2 separate regions of the Mus musculus genome follow, and region 1 is linked to region 2. Evidence: chromatin contacts called from public ChIA-PET data. All regions are on one chromosome and are shown on one strand. Each heading gives the region's core, a stretch centred on a gene start, on an enhancer-like site or on the middle of the called end of the contact. The rest is flanking DNA. Distances are from core to core; before and after follow the strand shown.

Region 1 (6,032 bases), core at 1,766-4,265, 35 kb before region 2:
TAGTTCCACCTTGTATTTTTCACCGGTATTTTCAGTATTCTCCAATAACGCTCTCCCTACCCCCTTGGGTTATGGTTTTTCCTTTAAATACCCCCTTTCCCAGATACTTGGGGTCTACGGTCCTCTCCCCCTGCATGGTGTACAACTGTGGGCCCCAGAGCACACCTGGAATAAAAAGTCCTCTTGGCGGTTTGCATCAAGGCCGTTTCTTGTGAGTGATTTGGGATGTCGCCTCTCCTGAGTCAGAACATGGGGGAGTGCTCACTTTGTGGGTCTTTCACCATCAGAATGGTTGAAGAACATTTTCTTGATCACCAGTTAGCATAAGGAGGCCCAGCTTACTGTGGGTGGTGCCACCCTGGGCAGGCAGGCCAGAATTGTATTGAAAAGCAAACTGAACAAGCCATGAGGAACGGGAGGAACACACTGTTAAAGAGCATTCCTCCATGGCTTCTGCTCCATTCCTGCATCTATGTCCCTGACTTGAGTTCCTGCCTCTACTCCTCTTAGTAATGGAGTATGTTCGGGACACGTGAGCTGAAATAAATTCTCTCCTCCCCAAGTTGCTTTTAGTCATAGTATTCTATCATAGCCCCAAGACAGCTAGACATATTTAAAACATAATCTTAAAGACCATATCTAATTATTCTTATAATTGGATTTGGTTTGGTTTGGTTTTGGTTTTGGTTTTTTTCAAGACAGGGTTTCTCTGTGTAGCCCTGGCTGTCCTGGAACTCACTCTGTAGTCCAGGCTGGCCTCTAAATCATAAATACGCTTGCCTGTGCCTTCCAAGTGCTGGGACTAAAGGCATGCACCACCACTGCTGGGCATATTTGGAATTTTAAAAGATAAGTGGAAATTATTCTTGGTTGCTATATCAATATGTAAATGATGTTTTCAATTTTGCCTCTTGGTTCTGTTCTGTTGCTGTGAAGAGACACCATGGCCAAGGTAACTCTTATAAAAGAAAACATTTGATTAGAGATTTGTTTATAATTTCAGACGGTCAGTCCTGTCTGGCACAATAGTGGCCTGAGAGAAGCTCCACCTGCTACTGTAAACCTAGAGTGTGAATGGACCGGTCATAGGTCCCAGGGGACCATATTACTGTTGTTACACTGCTAAGTGGGAATGTGGCCCAACTGCTTCCTAAGTATTTGTGTTTGTATCCATAAATCAGTGCTGTTCTCAGCTGTGATCTAAGTGGCTTTTTCTGCAGCGGGAGTGGGTAGCAGTCTGTGCAGAGACTCCTGCAGCTGGCCCAAGCACTGGTCCATCTGACTGTCTGCATTAACCTCCCACCTCCACACCAAGAACTGACCCAGGGACTGTCATGGGAGATGGGGAGGAAGACTAAAAAACAGAGGATAGAGAGGGATGGTGTGAAATGCCATCTTCTGGGAGTGGAGGTGACATGACTGTGACATTCCTTTCTTCAGCTATGGTTGTCTGCATGTGATTGAGCTAGTCTTCTAGAACAAACAGGAGAGGGTCCATGAGGTTCCCCCCACCCAAACTGAGAAGCTATTAGCAGTTGGTGGCTGCTGAACAGGGGCAGTCATTTTTCTTTAGGGATGTGTGATCACTGGTAGGTTGTCCACGCTCTGGTGGGGGATGGGCCCATGTGCATTCAGACAATACTAAATGAACTCAGTGGGCACACACACACACACACACACAAACACACATCAGAGGGCATGAGGTGTGGGGGTGTGGGGAATACATGCTGGGCATCTGGAGAGAGTAGAAGGGTGGATATGAGCAGGATACATTGTATACATTGTAGAATTGTCAAAGAACGAATAAAAATATTCTAAAAAAGAAAGAAAGAAACTGTGGGTGAGGGTGGGGCTCACCTTTACTACCAGCACTCGGAAGGCCGAGGCAGGAGAATCTCTGAGTTCAGCCAGATATACAGAGCAAGTTCCAGGGCAGCCAGAGTTACACAGAGAAATCCTGTCTTGGAAAACCAAATGGAAGAGGAAGTAGCTGCATTAGCAAACGTTAGCAAATTTCAGCCGGCGTGTGTTTGATGGACTGTCCCATGCTCTGAGATGGGCACTCCTGCCCTCCCTAACTCTTCAGACACTCCCTCTTCTGGTCCTCCTCCCATCTGGTGATGTCCCTCTCTGATCCTGTCACAGGCTTCTTCATCCACTTATAATCCTCGAAGTTACCCTCCTTGATTCCATCCCAGTCTACCTTCCCTCTTATCCTCCCACAATACCCTCATCTTGGACAAATTCATTCACCCCAAAGTCTGGCTTCTGGTGCATGTGCCTCAGGGTCCCACAGCTCAGCCTTGGCCAGGCTCACTTCAGAATTCAGCTTGAAGAAGAGCTGGGGCCTCCAGGAAGGGACACTCTCCCTGTGGCGTCTGCCAAGCGCTCAAGGGGAAACCTACCTGTCCTGTTCTCCACTATGTCTCTGATAGTGCTTAACACAAGCCAGATGCTGAAACAATTCCCTCCAAGGAAGAGAGAGAAAAGGAAAGAAGGGGAAGAGGAAAAGAGGGATTGGGGTGGGGGATGGGGACAGAAGCTGACTTAAGCCTCTGCTGTTTACCAAACCCTTGTCTTTGGGCAAACAACTCAGCCTTCCAGACCCCAATAGCCTCAGAGTTCCCATTTACAGATCTAGGCTTTCTGGGGGTTCTGAAGTCTGAGCCAGATGATAGAGAAAAGGTTACCTCAAGGTCTGGCCAGAAACTATGGTCCCCATGCCGCTGTCATTATCACTGACAGGGACCATGGGGCCCTTGAGGAGTAAGGGACAGAGCAGCTGAGGTCATTCACTTTCCACGGGTAGACCTGTATCCTCCCCGCCTCCCAGAAGCCCTGGCACCCTGGGGGCTCCCAAGAAAGGCTGTGACTCTCCCCGTTAGGGCTACCACCCAGTTGCTGGGAGATGGCTGAAAACCTCTTCATCAGATCAGCAGTTTCTGACATACACAAAGAAGGAGCCAGCAGACCCATTAACACACTCAGTGCGTTCTGAACCGCCAGGAACTCGGCCTGAATCACTACCCTTGTCAACAGTGCCTCTTGGCAGTGTCTGAAGATTCTGTCCTCAGCTTCGGACCGGGTTTCTTAACTGGGAGGGGGGGAGGGGGGCGGCAGGAAGCAGGAAGGAGCCTCACTGCTGACCGAGTGCCCACTGTGCTAAGAACATTCAGTTACACAGATGGAGGGACAGCAAGGACAGCTGATGGTAGCGCGTGGGACCGGAGCTCAGCCTTTAGGAGGAGACTAAGCATTTTAGCTTTAGAACTAGCTCTAGGCACCGGAGCACTGAGTGGGTGGAGGGGCGTGGCAGGTGTCTTGGCTAGGCGGCGGTAAGAAAGCATCAAGCGTCGTAGAAGAAACAGCTCACATGATAGAATTTCCCCCTCCTGTTTCTGGAGGCTGAGATGCCACTGATCAGATCATAAAGCAAATTTAGAATCTGGGGAGGGCCTGCTTCCTGGCTCATGGATGGCGCCTGTTATCTGGGTTCTCACAGGACTGAAAGAGTGCTCAGGGGTGGGGGTGGGGAGGAATATGGTGATGCGTGCCTATACTCTCAGGGCTTGGAAGCTGAAGCAGGGGGATGGTAATGCTGAGGCTAGTTTGGGCCACATAAACAAAACCCTGGGTTAAAATTTGAATCTAGGGCTGACGAGATGGCTCAATGGGTAAGAGCACTGACTGCTCTTCCGAAGGTCCTGAGTTCAAATCCCAGCAACCACATGGTGGCTCACAACCATCCGTAATGAGATCTGACGCCCTCTACTGGTGTGTCCGAAGACAGCTACAGTGTACTTACATATAATAAATAGATAAATCTTTTTTTTTTAAATTTGAATCTATAACGCCCCACACAGGCTTATGACTTGAATGCTTGCTCCTATAGGGGGAAGGGAGACCTAGATGGAATAAGAAGGTTCCTTGAGGCAGGCTCCAGGTATGTGTATATTACCTCTGGTCACTTCCTGTCTCCCTGTCTTCTGGCCCACCATGACATGAGCCAAGTTCTTTGCCCTATCTTGCCCACCAGGATGGGCAGTGACCCTGAAACCTGTGAGCCTGTGAGCCAAAATTATATCTCGTTTTTTTTTTTTTTTTTTTTTTAGGCCACTGTGATTAAAAAGTAACTGCTATTAGCGGGGTGGAGAAAGAGGGGGAGGGAGGGAAGGAGAGGGAACGCGAGAGGGAGGGAGATTGCTCTCTGATGTTCTGTTATAAGCTCAAAAATCCCTTTGTGAAGGCACACACTATGGTTCATCCAGTCTTAGCCCAGTCCTAAAGCCCCCTGTCCTAATAGCACCCCACCATGGAAGAAGGGTTTGATACATGAATTTAGGCTATGGAAGATATGATGTCATATCTTGGTTGTCAACTTTACTGCAAACTGCTGGGCACTTCTACAGGGGCCTTTCTTAATCAGATTATTAAAAACATAAAGCCACGCCCTGAATGTGTGCAGCCCAGATAAAAAGATATGGATGGAAAGAAGAAATTTTGCTTTTTGCCTGCTTTTTTTGTTTGTTTTTTGTCTTGCTGGCAAGTTCATGTATCTCTTTGCTACAGCTTTCCTTTGGCAGTTTTAGAACCAACTTCTCCAATCTTCCAGAATAGACTGAGGACCGGCAGCCTCTCCAGGAGCCCCCCCAGGGTCAGACTGGGACTGTTGAGACCTTCAGCCTCCTGGACCAACTGACCCCTGCATTCTCAGCCTCTTCACTGTGATAGAGACATTGTTGGGCCATCAAACTGCATCCTGTAAACTAAGCTAATGAGTCCCACCTTAGTGTATGTGTGGTGTGTGATGTGATGTGTAGTGTATGTATGTGTATGTGGTATGGTGTGTATGTGTATGTGTGGTTGGTAGGTGTGGTATGGTGTGTGTATGTTTGTGGTGTGTGATGTGTGGTGTGTACTGTGTGTGTGTGTGTGTGTGTGTGTGGTGTGGAGTAATGTGGTGTGTGATATGTGGTGTGGCAGGTAGTGCATGTGTATGTGGTGTATGTATGGTGTGATGTGTGTATGTAGTGTGTGTACAGTGTGTATGTGTGTGTGTGGTGTGTGTGTTCTACCAGGTCTGTGCCTTCAGAAGATTCTAACATGGGATCATAGGCAAGGCATTTACAAGCATTTATTCCACATGGCAGGAAGCAGCCTTCCTGACCTAAATGCATGTTTTTGACCACAAAGGCTTCCTGGTGAGCGCCAGTTACTGCAGAGTAGAGAGGGCCAGGCCTGGAGCAGGACCCTATGAAGTTTGTATTCTGATGGCTGAATGACCTCTGTATGACCTCAGAAGAGTTTAACTTCCTGTGTTTTCATCTTCTCTGTAAAACGGGAGTGGAAATCACCATTTGCCTCACGAACATGTGTGATGCTAACCGTGGTGCCTAGGACAGTGCCTGACACAAACACTATCTCAGTACTGGCATCACCGAAGAAGCTGATGCAGCTACACTAAAGGCGGCCAGTGAAGAGACTGGAGAGATGGCTGTGTGGTTAAGAGCACTGACTGAGTCTCCAGAGGACCCAGCCTCAGTTCCCAGCACCCATATGGCAGCCCATTACCACCTATAACTCCAGTTCTAAGGGATCCAACATCCTTTTCTGGGCTCTTTGGGCACCATGCATCTAGAGAGTGAACTTCGATGTATTCAGGTAAAACACTCATATACACAAAACAAAACAACAACAACAACAAAAAACCCGTAACAAACCAGCCAACAGCACCAAGATTGTTAAAGATTTATTTATGTATATGAATGCTTTATTTGCCTATATAGCTGCATGCCAGAAGAGGGCATCAGAACTCCTTAATACATGGTTGTGAGCCACCATGTGGTTGCTGGGAATCAAACTCAGAACCTCTGGAATTAGCAGTGCTCTGAACCACTGAGCATCTCTCCAGTGCCAGGCACCAAGCTCTTAATGTTTGCACAAGCTAGAATGGTGGAGTAAAGACAGCTGGAATGTCGATGGGAAAAAAGTCTTGTTCTATTACTGCTGCCTCCTAGCTATGTGACCCTGAC
Region 2 (5,351 bases), core at 502-3,001:
GCGCTCTCAATTCCTAATAAGGTTATTTTTAACTGTATCTTTTACTTTTCCCCCATCCTGGGCTATTAACTTCAAGTAATTAAATCACAATTCCTAACACGTGTGCCCTTCCCTCCACTCCATCAACTTACCTTGATGTCTACAATATCACCCTTCTTGTAGATTCGCATGTATGTGGCCAAAGGAACAACGCCTGCAAAAGGAAAAAAAAAAAAAATCAAGACTTCTAGAACCACAGGTACACTTTCATGAGTATACCAGTTTCCAACCCAAGTCCACATTCGGCAGTTACATACACTGTAAAGGACAATGTCTCTGACAAGCAAAGCCAGACTAAGACATGCCACTTCTCCTCAGGCACAGACATAACAAACTTACCATGTTTCCTAAAAGGCCTAGAGAACATGTACCGGGTGCCTCTCCTCTTTCCCTTTGTGTTCGTCATTTTGGCGAGTTACTGAAACCAGAAAAGTTATCAGTCAAATAACAATTCACAGTTTATGTTATTAACTGTCCCAATAACCACACCCCCAAAAGTCATCTTGTCGCACAGGGCAGGCCCTCTCAACCTCAGCACCTCCGTCAACCTTCCAAATCACAGGAATTGAAAATGGGTGCCCACAATTCCTCTTAGCAAAAGAGGCCAAATTCTATCATTAGCACCATCAGACTGGATGCTAGAACTTAAGCCAATACATTGCAACCTGCAACTCCAGGGTAACTTGAAGACCACCAAACTCAGCCTCTTTGATGCTGTTTAATTCCATTTTACTACAGTAGCTTTCTATCAACAATCTCTTAATCGCACACCTGCACTTTCGAATGCTATTAGGAAGCATGCATAGAAAACCACATTCCAACTAAATTTAAATGCTAATTTAACACCATCTACGAACTTACCTACTACACATATTTAGAACCAGATCGTGTATTCCCACAAACCAACAAGGTTTGGATTACTCCAGTCATCCAGGGCAGAAATACCCGCCATTCCTAACCACAAGGGAAGCTCCAAAGCATGGTGTACTAGACATAACCCCTTGCCCTTGTAGTCTTAAGCAGCCTTAATGTTACCTTCCTTCCCCACGCTCGTCTTCTAGGGCCAAAATTCCTAAGTGTTTCATGTATCCAGAGGAAGGGTCCCCATTACATCATTACCAGGCTGACCCGGCGGGCACCCTCCTCGCCCGAGCCAATTCCAGGCTTCGGCACCCCGGCATCGTTAAGACCCAAGCAGAATCCTAAGTCCCAGCCCGACAGCACATGCTCAAGTCTGGGGTTGGGCGGACGCCCGGCAACCAAGACTGCGCCAGGCCCGGCTCCCCCGGATAGAAGCTCCCTAGCATACACCGCCCAGGGCAGTGACCTCCAGACGGTCTCCCCACGCCCCTAACACGCAGTCTCTGCGGCGTGGGCGCCACACGCAGCGTGTGTGGAGAACAAGACGAGAGAGCCACGCGCGTACCAACCTGGAAGATGGCTGCGGCGGCCGAAAGGAGGAGGGCGGGGCTGCGCGCTCTTACAAGGCCCGAGGGCTGCCCGCGAAGCTGCCTGAAGAGAAACGCCGGGCCCGCGAGGCTGGTCGAGAGAACCTCATCGTCCCGATAACCTGGAGACGCCGTGAGGACACGCTCCCCGGCGCAGATTAAAGGCAGCAGGCCAACAGAAACTCACTCAGGCATCCTGCTAGACATCCCGGAATGGGGCCCTCGCGGGCGTGGAGCCGGACGCGACTTCCGTAGCGTGCTGACGTTACCTTGCGTCGTGTGACGTAGGAGGCACCGCCTCTCTGGGTTGCCCAGCGTTTTGCGGTGTGGTACTTGTTAGTGTTAGTGTCTCCTGAGTTTCCAGGCCATCCTGAGCCACATAGGCGAGACCCTGTCTCAAACAAAACAAAACGCCTCACTTTGGTTTTCTTTCCTCTCATACCTGTAGCTCGAGCCTATCTAGAGACTAGCCTATCTTGTCTATTAATTGTACAAAATAATAGGTTTCATTTTGACATCTTAAGACAGGCGTGTGTGTAAAGTACTCTCATCATAGGCACCCCATTAGCCTTTTCCTTCCCTTCCTGTCTCCCTGGCTGTAGATAAGGGTGTTTAGTCAGTCATACTGGAAGCAGTATTCCTAATAATCTATGGGGATAACCGAATTGGATATTACGAGCGCTCGAATAATAGATGAGGACTTTGAGAGATGAACATTGTTATTTTTATAATAGCTATTCGGATCGTCATTCCACATATGCAGTAGTGCCCCACTTAAAATTGGAGACATTAATTTCTGTCCTTAGTATGCGTTCTTGGGAAGGTAATTCCCACCTTCAGCAAAACAAGAAACTAGCGTGCTGGTTCAGCCAGGAGGCTGGAGTGAGTGCACGTCTTAAGCTGAGATCTCTGCCAAGCCATGCTCACGGACAGCCTGCTGACCGGAGTCTTCTGCCTGCTTCCAAGCTTCATCCTTGAATATTTATGAACTCTGAAAACCACTGTATCCGGCTAATAAACCCCAATAATAAATTCGCTAAAATCCAGCGAGTGACATATCCAGCCAGGGTTAGGTTCTGCTGTTTGAAATCCCTACATGATGACCATTTAATTGGAAGGTTCTGTAATAAGACTGAAGCCCTAGCCGGGCGTGGTGGCGCAGGCCTTTAATCCCAGCACTTGGGAGGGCAGAGGCAGGCGGATTTCTGAGTTCGAGGCCAAGGCTGGTCTACAGAGTGAGTTCCAGGACAGCCAGGGCTATACAGAGAAACTCTCTTGAAAAACCAAAAAAAAAAAAAAAAAGAAAAAAAAAGACTGAAGCCCTATCTCAGTGTGTGAAAAACATAACTGATTTAATTAACCAGGAGTTTAATCCGAGGCTTCAATTATTGAGCAAACTTTAATATCTATGACCAAATTATGTACGGTTACTTATAATTAATTTTTATCTTGGTCATAACAAAATTTTATCCCCAAGGCAATTTTTGTTTGATTTTGAGATAGAGTCTCATTGTGTGGCTATGACTTATTTGGAACTCAGAGGAATCTGTCTCCCTCTGCTTTTTGAGATCTGCCTGCCTCTGCATTCTGGGTGCTGCGATTAAAGGTGGACACCATCATATCTGGCCTGATTTTTCTGTTCTTTAGCATATTACTTACTTTAGTTGATTTGGGTTGAGTGTAATCAAAATGATACTAGTGCTTGCCTAAGAGTTGAGAACATAAAGGTACTATACAAAAATTAACGCCAGGATTAAACATGTTCTTGCTCTGGGCCATTGTTTTAGACTTTACCAATCTTTACCTATTGCCTGTGATGTGTGTGTGTGTGTGTGTGTGTGTTTCGTGCCTCGGTGTATATGCACATACATATTCAGGTATATAAGTTGAGAGTTAAAACACTTACACTAAACGTGCAGACCCTAACTGTACAATTGGATTTTTTTGTACTAACATTTTTAAGCTTCATAACCTATACCTGCAGTCAATATTCAGAATGTTACCTCCTCCAAGACTCCTGGAACTTCTTCCTAGTCAATCAACTGTCCCATCAGAATCATGAAATATTCTCATTTCTGATTTCTTTTCTCTATTATTCCTCTTGTCTCTTTCTTTCATTAAACAAACAAAGGGGCTAGGGAATTGAATCGAAGACACAATGTATACCAGACAAGCGCTCCAAGGCTAAGCTACACCCCCGCCCAGTATCCCGATTTCTATAAAAATATTGTTGTTTAATTGCAGGTAAGCAGCACCATACAATTTATATGTTCTTTTCTCTCTCTCTCTCTCTCTCTCTCCCTCTCTCTCTCTCTCTGTCTCTTTTATCCTGCATAGTGTTTTTGAGATTCAGTCATGTTGCACATGTCAGTAGTTCAATACTACTTAATGCTAACTAGTATTGCTAACTAGCATTTAATGCTAACTAGTATTGCACTATGTGGATATGCTGAAATGTGACTTCATGCTCTTTTAACTAATATCAGGTGGGATACAGGACAATTTACTTTTCTCTTGATAAAGATTAAATATTTGTTCTCTCTCTTGATAAAGCCATGCAAGTTTTCGTGAACTTGTTCTTCAGTCGGGATGACAGGTAGGTAGCAAGGACATTTCTGGTTGTACGTTAGGTCTGCACATCACTTCATTTTAAAGCATTCCAAGTAGCTCCCAAAGGGAACAGTTTTGCTTGCTTAGCATTCTCCTCTGAAGGAGGAATCATCAGTGCACTTTATTACGACGACGGGGTCTCACTAAATCTCTCAGACTACTTTGAACTCTTGGGCTGAAGTGATCCTTCTACCTCAGTCTCCCTTGCAGCTGAGTTGTAAAGTTAGCTTCTTCGCCATCCACAAGAAACTCATTTTTACTGCAGGTGTCTTATTTATTTGAGACAAGGTCTCAATACGTAGACCAGGTCAGCCTCAAACTCATAGAGATCTTCTAGCCCCCATCTCCCCAGGACTGGTATTCAAAGCATGCTCCACCATTTCTATTTTATTTATTGGTTTGAACTATTGGTGATCAAACACCTCATGTATGCTAGGCAAGTGCTTCCCTACTGGCCTATGTCCCCAGCCCTGCCACTTTAAAAAATAGCTGTGGCACTAGTTCCATTGTACAGACCGTGAAAGCAAAGTCATTTCCTGAGTTCCTCATGGTCGTTTTGTCTCTATGTAGCAGGTGCCATAATTCATATTGCATTCAGTATTTAGGAGCATCTAGATTCAGTCAGGTACTGCAACACAGAATGAGGCTGCAAGCGTAAAACGTGATCCTTGCTCTCAGGAACCCACAGGGAGACTGAGAAGAGAAAGGTAAGACCATACATTATCCACGTGACCTAATAGAAGAGCCTGAGTTTGAGCACTGTGGGAGTTGTGCAGAGGAAACTGGTAGTCCCCCGATTGGAGGAAACGGGCCAATCACAAAGCTTCACACAGTGAGTCTAACTTAGTGAAAGACTGACACTGGTCAGCAAACACAAGTGGAGTGCTTCCAGCAGAGCGGAAAAATGAAATCACCCAATAGCTACAGGAAGGAAGGTGAACAGCAAGAGGTGGCTTCCTACAGAGAAGGACGGGTAAAACAGACTTGGCCAAAACACTAAACAAAACAGACCGTTGGACTGGGATGTAGCTCAGTGGGCAGAAACTATCCTAGCAAGCAGAACACCGTCTGATCAGCACTGGGGGAGAAAAAAGATTAGGTCGTGAAGATAATAATCTGCATCTCTGTATAGTATGCTTTTGCGTTATGCCTTATGAAGGATTTTTTTTTTTTGGGGTTTTTTTGTTTTTTTTCGAGACAGGGTTTCTCTGTATAGCCCTGGCTGTCCTGGAACTCACTCTGTAGACCAGGCTG

What was found. ChIA-PET counts read pairs in DNA pulled down with a chosen protein or histone mark.
Region 1: a contact with region 2 is called in an RNA polymerase II ChIA-PET map of effector CD8 T cells, with 82 read pairs. The contact joins the enhancer-like site here to the promoter of Rpl21 in region 2. A contact is called at or near these places in 5 of 39 promoter capture datasets (3T3-L1-derived adipocytes, embryonic stem cells, macrophages and 2 more), 3 of 484 Hi-C or Micro-C datasets (the 3T3-L1 cell line, the N1E-115 cell line and cerebral cortex), 8 of 115 datasets of contacts at active chromatin or transcription factors (the SCID.adh cell line, astrocytes, effector CD8 T cells and 2 more) and 2 of 9 other capture datasets (adipose tissue and pancreatic islet).

What each region holds. Positions count from the first base shown.
Region 1 is chr5:146,864,899-146,870,930 of GRCm38.p6, reverse strand. The region is part of intron 2 of Gm38748 (a long non-coding RNA gene); the gene reads right to left. Among named protein-coding and RNA genes, the nearest start is that of Gm38748, 10 kb to the right of the region's middle. Within about 2 kb of position 3,015, at least 168 of the 459 cell types and tissues checked have an H3K27ac peak or open chromatin away from gene starts, as enhancers often do. A contact at or near this core is called in the N1E-115 cell line, the SCID.adh cell line, adipose tissue and 5 more, where this site is marked.
Region 2 is chr5:146,829,290-146,834,640 of GRCm38.p6, reverse strand. Rpl21 (ribosomal protein L21) reads right to left here and starts at 1,751. Exons shown (of 6, transcript NM_019647.6): 1 at 1,470-1,751; 2 at 379-457; 3 at 132-193. The coding sequence starts at 445.